2 separate regions of the Oryctolagus cuniculus genome follow, and region 2 is linked to region 1. A link is a contact called in public Micro-C data. All regions are on one chromosome and are shown on one strand. The core of a region is the stretch at or near the end of the contact, and the rest is flanking DNA. Distances in the headings are between cores, read along the strand shown. Region 1 has its middle 170 kb from the start of FAM20A. Region 2 holds the start of ARSG (arylsulfatase G).

Evidence for each region. Hi-C and Micro-C count contacts between places; a contact is called where the count stands out from the background.
Region 2: a Micro-C map of ear pinna shows a contact between it and region 1, with 11 times the contacts expected there. The contact joins the promoter of ARSG here to the enhancer-like site in region 1. A contact is called at or near these places in 3 of 6 Hi-C or Micro-C datasets (ear pinna, embryonic fibroblasts and an unstated tissue).

Annotation. Positions count from the first base shown.
Region 1 is chr17:10,906,257-10,909,900 of mOryCun1.1, reverse strand. No RefSeq gene overlaps it. Among named protein-coding and RNA genes, the nearest start is that of FAM20A, 170 kb to the left of the region's middle. Within about 2 kb of position 1,945, at least 3 of the 8 cell types and tissues checked have an H3K27ac peak or open chromatin away from gene starts, as enhancers often do. A contact at or near this core is called in ear pinna, where this site is marked.
Region 2 is chr17:11,372,465-11,376,108 of mOryCun1.1, reverse strand. ARSG (arylsulfatase G) reads left to right here and starts at 2,013. Exons shown (of 12, transcript XM_051825882.2): 1 at 2,013-2,292.

The DNA.
Region 1 (3,644 bases), core at 696-3,195:
GATTTCTGGAATATCCCAGCTGTAAGCTGTCTGACCTAGGGTCGCTGAAGGACACTTCCGTAGGATTGGGAGTATGGGTGACTGTCGACACCAGCAATGGAGCAGCTGGAGGCAGACCCAGGCGGCTGGAGGTGGGGATGCCTGCGTGCTCTGGAAGGGATGGGGAAGTCCTGAGTGGGAGGGGTACTGTGCTAGTCCCTCCGCTCTCTGCTCCACAATCTCAGGATTCAAAAGCCACCAGGGGTCTTGGCCTGAACACCTAGGACACTCAGGGGATGACCAAGACCTCACTGATTCTGACTATTCTGTGAACGTGGGGATTCCTTGTCAAAGCAGGGTGGACTGCGGTGAGGGGTGCAGTAACTGCCTGTGCCTCACCCTAAGCCACAAGGCGATTATAATTTTATTCTGCATTTCCCAAAGGGCATTACAGAGAACACTGTTCCAGTGAGGCTCAACCGCGCGGTCCTGAGCAGGGAAGCCATCTTTGTTACAAGCACATTGGGAAACTATAGGAGTGAGTGCGGCTAAATTGTTTTTTACAGGATCTTTCGGGGCTTTCCATCTGTTTGCTCTGAATTGTGTGTCTCTAAAGAGGGAGACTGTGTATTTTTTAAAAAGATTTATTTATTTGAAAGTCTCAGTTACAGAGAGGCTGAGGCAGAGAGAGAGAGAGAGAGAGAGAGAGAGAAAGAGAGAAGTCTTCCATCCACTGGTTCACTCTCCAAATGACCACAATGGCCAGAGCTGAGCTGATTCAGAGACATGAGCTTCTTCCGGGTCTCCCATACAGGTGCAGGGACCCAAGGACTAGGGCCATTTTCTACTGCTTTCTCAGGCCATAGCTGAGAGCTGGGCTGGAAGTGGAGCAGTGGGGACTTGAACCGGCACCCATATGGGATGCTGGCAATGCATGTGGTGGCTTTACCTCCCACGCCACATAGATCGTGTATTTTAAAAGTCAGACTGGAGAGCAGGTGTTTGGTGCCCACATCCCATGTCAGAGTCCTGGATTCTAGTTCCAGCTCTGCTCCTGTTCATCTGTCAGGGAAGGCAGCAGAGGCTGGCCAAGGACCAGGGAACCTCCTATCCACGTGGAGGACCTGGACAGATCCCTAGCTTTCAGCTTCGGCCTGGCCCATCCCAGTTGTTGCAGGAATTTGGGGAATGAACCAGCTGGATGGAAGATTTCTCCCCATCACTCTGCCTTCCAAAGAAAACACATACATAAATAAACTTTAGAAAAGTCCTTGATTCTAATTCTAAATCACTGGTGCCCTTCCAAAGAGCATCATTATATTTGGTCTTGCCTCGCTCTAGACAAGGCAGACATTTACAAGGCGAAGCTATCCCAAGCTCTCCTCACCAAATATCACAAGGCCGAAACAAGCGCATGCCGTGAACATGTTTTGAGTTTGTGGTCAAGTACAAGGCCTGATGACAGGGTCTGGTTCTGACCACCAGCAGGATTATCGGAGGGGGTTTGCAGAGCAAGCACAGGCAGGGGTTGTTCCCCAGGACTGCGGGCAGCCGACATCCTGGGGCCGGGATGAGTCACGCCTTGTGTGCACAAACACGCAGGCACACATGCTGCACGGCGGGGGCTTGGATTTGCAAAAGATGACCCAGAACAGAGGAAAAGAAAGAAAATCTAGGACAACAGTGGATGGCTGCTCTGTGGTTGTGAATAGAACAAGACGAAATGGACAGCCCGGCTTCAGCAAGCTTGGGGTCCTCTCCTATCAGCCCAGGGGTTTTCCTATTCATTGTCGAAGGCCAAGGATTATCTGCTTACGGCAAGCAAAATCCTACCAGAGACGGGATTACTAGGAAAGGACACAGCTCCAAAGCGAATTTTCCGGGTGGCAGTGATGGCAAGCCGTGTGTATTGGCGCGTGGGCAGCATTCATATCCACGGTCCCAATTTTTCCTCTTTCCCATTGCTGAGTCATTGGGCTGCCTCAAAGGCTGAGGGCGAGTCGGTGAGGCGTGGTCTGCAACCGCTGAGCCTGGCTCCATTGGGTGGGGCAGGAGCGCCACCTGGAGTTACGTGTGAGTACTGCAAGTCGCTGCTCGGACGACAGCTGTTGGGAGAGATGGGGCCAAAGGGACTGGCTCCCCTGTGCTGGAAAAATGAGGGCAGGCATTGTTTATGATGTGTCGTCTATGGTGTCCTCAATCGTTTCTAGAAAATGCAGTGTATCGGACAGGGTTTTCCAGATGAGCAGAATCAACAGGCTATGTGGGTCCACTAACAAGAGACTAATTTTAAGGAGCTGTCTCATTCAGAAGTTGGTAGCAGATTTGAAATTTCTAAGGCAGGCTGGTGGGGTGCAAAACCTAGTGGGAGTTGATGTTACAGTCTTGAGGCAAAATTTCCTATTAGGAGAATCAGTGCTGAGATCTCCAACTGATTGAGGCCCAGACACGTTATGCAGGGTCAACTCCTTTACTTAAACTACATCTACAGCTGACTGTAGATGTGATAACCGTGTCTACAATTACCCTCCCCGCAGCACCTACTTCCATGTTTGATTACATAGCTGGGAACTAGCCAAGCTGACGCATGAAACTGACCAGCACAGATGGCAACCTGGGGGCACAGGTGGAAAGTGTATTTTTTTTGAACATTGATAGGAATTACAAGGGGGCTTCAAAGAAATTCATAGGCAAATGGAATTAAGAGATAGTGTGGAGTCAATGAGGATTAGCCACTGCTTGTGACACCACTGCCCCATATCAGAGTGCTGGTTGGAGTTCTGGCTGCTCCACTTCGGATCCAGCTTCCTGGTAATGTGCCTGGGAAGGCAGTGGGGGATGGCCCACATGCTTGGGTTTCTGCTACCTATGTGGGAGTCCCTGATGGAGTTCCCGGCTCCTGGCTCTGGCCTGGCCCAGTGTTGGCTGTTGAGGCCATTTGGTGAATGAATCAGTAGATGGAAGATCTTTTTCTCTCTTCTCTCTTTCTCTGTTATTCTGCCTTCCAAGTAAATAAATATATACATGAATAAATCTTTAAAAAAAAGATAGCAGGTATTTCCATGAACTTTTTGAAGCCCCTTGTGTTTGTCCCTTGTTTTGTTAACGTGGATTCAACAACACTTTATGCTGTAGCAGGTGCGATGCCATTTTTAGGTATTCTTTGTAACCTTGGGAAACACGGGGCTATAATCTGAAGTCCTACACCAGCTTACAATACGACTTTTCCTAATGGCGCCACAACACAGATGTGTGGAGACCAGCTCATGACAGAGAGAGTGCTTTCCCGTGGGTGACTTCCTGGTCTGCCTGTGTGTGTGATTCTCCAGCTTGAGCTCTCTGCTGTGCTGAGTCAGGCCGACCTGAAAGGCTGTTCAGAGCCTCTTCCCAGGGGGTGGACCCTTGGCCCTCTGGAGCCAATGTGTCTCTGTCCAGTGCCTCTGGCAGAAGTTGAGAGCGGGGCTTTCTGCCTGGGCAGGCTTCCCACACAGTGAAGTGGTTACCCTTGGAGCTTTCCTGTTTGGGTCTGGAAAAAAAATGAAAAATGATGCCCCTGTTTTGATGGGGGGTTTTTTGAAGGAGGCATCTGTGATCTCCAACACTCAGAATCCCTCCTTTATGGACCTCGAGAAAGCCCAGAGGAGGAGGACAGGAAATGGCCAAGA
Region 2 (3,644 bases), core at 764-3,263, 470 kb before region 1:
CCTTACAGGCGATCTGCCATGGTGCTTAACGCTGGGCAGGGGTGCACTCTTCTGGGTGTAGAGCAGGTTTCTGCTTTATGCCTACAGTATCTCTCACTGCCTGGCATTGTGAAATGTTTGAGTCGGGGGAGAGTGGAACAGGCTTACTGTGGGTGTTCTGAGTGCCGTTTCGGCTTGTGTCAGGCTGTAGACACACGGCCAGCTGACGCACTAGTGATAGGTTGGGAATCTCAGGCTTGGCAGACCAGCTCAGCCACAGCAGCGTATTCTGCACGTTCGGAAACTGCAGTGTATCGTTTTACTGAATGCCGGGAGCAGGCAGCGTTTCCCACCTCACCAGACTTCAGGGAGGGGAGTTTATTCCTGCATTTTGAAGACATGGTTCTTTCTTAAGATGGTATACACTGTTACTTCAAGAATATGTTACGACTGCATTGGAGGTTTCCTTGGGGTTCGCCCCTACTTAAACCCCTCTACAGCATTTCCGAAAAGGACGCTTGCGTTTACAATTAAGTGAGGAGAGACTACTTGGTCATCTGATGTTGCAGGGAACCAGTGGAGCATGGACTTTTATGGATACTGTGACAAGCTTAATTTCCTCCTTGAATAATTACTTTTAGTTATCCATTCTATTTTATTTCCTTTAATGTTCCTACAAGATTAGCACCGCTTTAGTCGTATAGGTCAGCATTATTCATAAACCTAGAAGACGCATCTTTGCCTAGGCGAATATACTGGGGATTAGTTATTTGGGTAAGCTATAAATAGGAAGTCTGCTTGTGCCTACTCTGCAGTGTGAGAGAGCAGGAACAACACTGAATGTGAAACAGTACAGTAGGTGCTGGTGTTGAGCACAGCGGTTAAATGCACTTGGGATGCCCACATCCCAGGCTGTGCGCTCAGTTCCAGCTTGTGCTCTGGGAAACGGCAGGTGATGGCTGCAGTACTCGGGTCCCTGCTACCCATGTGGGAGACCTGGAGTTCTATGCTCCTGGCTTCAGCCTGGTCCAGCCCTACTAGCTGTTGCAGGCATTTGGGGGAGGGAACCAGCAGATGGAAGATCTTGTTTCTGTCTCTGCCTTTTGAATAAATAATTTTTTTAGAACGATGTGTTTATTTATTTGAAAGAATTGTGGAGGAAGGAGAGACGGATCTTCCATCCCCTGGTTCACTTCCTAGATGGCCTCGGCGGCCAGGACTGGCCCAGGCAGGAGCCAGGAGCTTCTTACTGGTTTCCGATGTGGGTGCAGGAGCCCAAGCCCTTGGGCCATCCTAGACTGCTTCGCCAGGCCATTAGCCGGGAGCTGGGTTGGAAGTAGAGCAGCCAGGACTCGAACTGGTGCCCATATGGGATGCTGGCCCTGCAGGCAGTGGCTTAACCCACTGCGCCACAGTGCTGGCCCTGAATAAAAAATTTACAATCTAATTCTAGTTAAAATTGGACTAAGCTAAATTTATAGAATAGACATTTATTCAGCAATCCATGTAAATACTGTGTGTAGCTAATTTTACATACTTTTGGACCATTTTTAAGGGTTAACTTTAAAAATACATTTTGTTTACTGCAATTATAGTTAAATCTTTGTCATTTTAAAAAGTGATTTTCACTAAATAACAGCAGAAGCCCAGGCAGGTTTTTCTCTGAAAATGCAGAACAAACAAGGCATTGACCTGGCAAAGACAACTTCCCGCTGTCTGAATACCGATCCTGTTCCCGGCGCTGCCGGTTACCATCTCCGCAGCCCCGGGAAGGGTTAAACGTTGGCGTTTCGGCCCAGACACTTCATGGTGAGGATTAAGCAGAATCTGGCAAGGACTGCCCGTCAGTCAGTTCTTGTCCAGCTGGTTTTCGGTTTGCTCTTGAGGCACAGGCCGCCCTGAGGAATACTTCGAAATGTGGAGCCCTCGGCGCGGCCCGGCCGGGCGGCTCCCTCCTCGGAGCCCGAGTGCTAAAATCCAAGCAGGCAGCCGCGGGGCCGCTAAAGCCGGCCCTGCGCTCGCCCGGGCCCTCCCGGCAGGAAGCGCGTCGCCGTCCCTGGGTGCGCCCGGCGGGTGCGGGCCCAGCAGCCGCCTGCGGCCCGCGCACCACCTGTTTCCGCCCGCAGGGACTGCTCGGCGGTGTGTGTGGGCAGGGGTCTGCGGCCCGCGCCGCCTCTGGCGTCAGAGACCCAGGGTGCCCGCCTCCGCCGCAGCCTCCGCTGCGGGTCCCCCGTGTGCGCGCTGGGCACGGCCTCGGAGAATCAGGATGGCGCCGGCCGCGGAGCAGTGAGTGGAGTCGGTTCTCGCCCAGAGGTTTGCGAAGCGCTGCGTTTGCTAGTTTGAATCCTAGTCACTTTCAAGCTTCTGGATCCAGAGCGGCACCGTCCAATAAAAACGCAGCGCAAGCCACGGAGGAGGAGATAGGGCTAATTTTTCTCATGGCCGCAGTAGCAAACGCAAAAAGAAGCAGGTGGAATTAATCATTTATTTACGATTTCCACATGTAATCAATAGATTGGTAAATGCTTTTTTTCCCTGCCAAGTCTTCAGAATCCGGCAAGATTTTGCACAATAGCACGCACACTCGAGGGCTCAGCAGCCCCACGTGGCTTGTGGCTGCTGTGTTGGACAGCGCGGCTCCGGATCGCTACACCTCTCTAGTGCCCGGGAAAGGTGGACCATGGAACTGAATTGATAGAGATTCGCGCTGACGGGGCGTGGCCGGGTGAAGGCTTCTGGGTTCAGTGCTGACTAAGGTTGAATCTTGCTGTTCTTGCAGATGTTTAATCTCCCCTGTCATTGCCTACAGCCTGGTATCTCCTTTAACTGCATTTTCATTTTTGGAAAGCAGAGTTGTGAGGTGTAAATGTGGAGTTTGTGTAGCCCCTGTCACGGAGAAGGAAAACGAGCCTGCAGGAGCTAAGTTAACTTGTGTGTGTTTAAACCCCTGGCAAAAAGGGGACCAGCCCCCACGTCTTCCCAGTTCTGAGTTCTGCATCGCTGTCACTGTGTTTCCTCGAAAATCAAATACACTAGCCAAAAGCCCAACCACTTCCTCCAGGTTGTTTACAGAGGGGTTATCACATTCAGTTTTCTGTTGCCGCCTGTCCTATTCAAGTGGAGCCACCCCCGGTGGCAGAGAAATCAGTCTGTGTGCTTCTACCTTAACACCAAAGGCAGAGAGCCGCACTGTCCAGAAAAGCACTGGCTGCCAGTTAGGGTCGTCTGAAAAAGCAGCATGAAAAGAAGAGAGGGCTTTGGGAGAAAGGTAAAGTTCAAAACAAAACGTGCTGGGTAGTGTGTGAAAGCCCACAGCCCTTCCTCTGCGCACCCAGCGTGGTGTCCACTCCTGCCCAGCTCGTGGGTATGAGTGTGTGCTTCCAGCTGATGCGGCCCTGCAGCTGGGCGCCTGAGACCTGTCTGCAAATGTGGATTCCATAGCTTTTTTTTTTTTTTTTAAGATTTATTTATTTATTTGAAAGACAGAATTATATATAGAGAGATCTTTCATCCGCTGGGCTGGTTCACTTCCCAAATGACTGCAATGGCCGGGGCTGGGCCAGGCTGAAGCGAGGAGCCAGGAACTCCATCCAGGTCTTCCACCTGGGTGTAGGGGTCCAAGGACTTGGGCCATCTTCCACTGCTTTTCCAGGCGCATTAGCAGG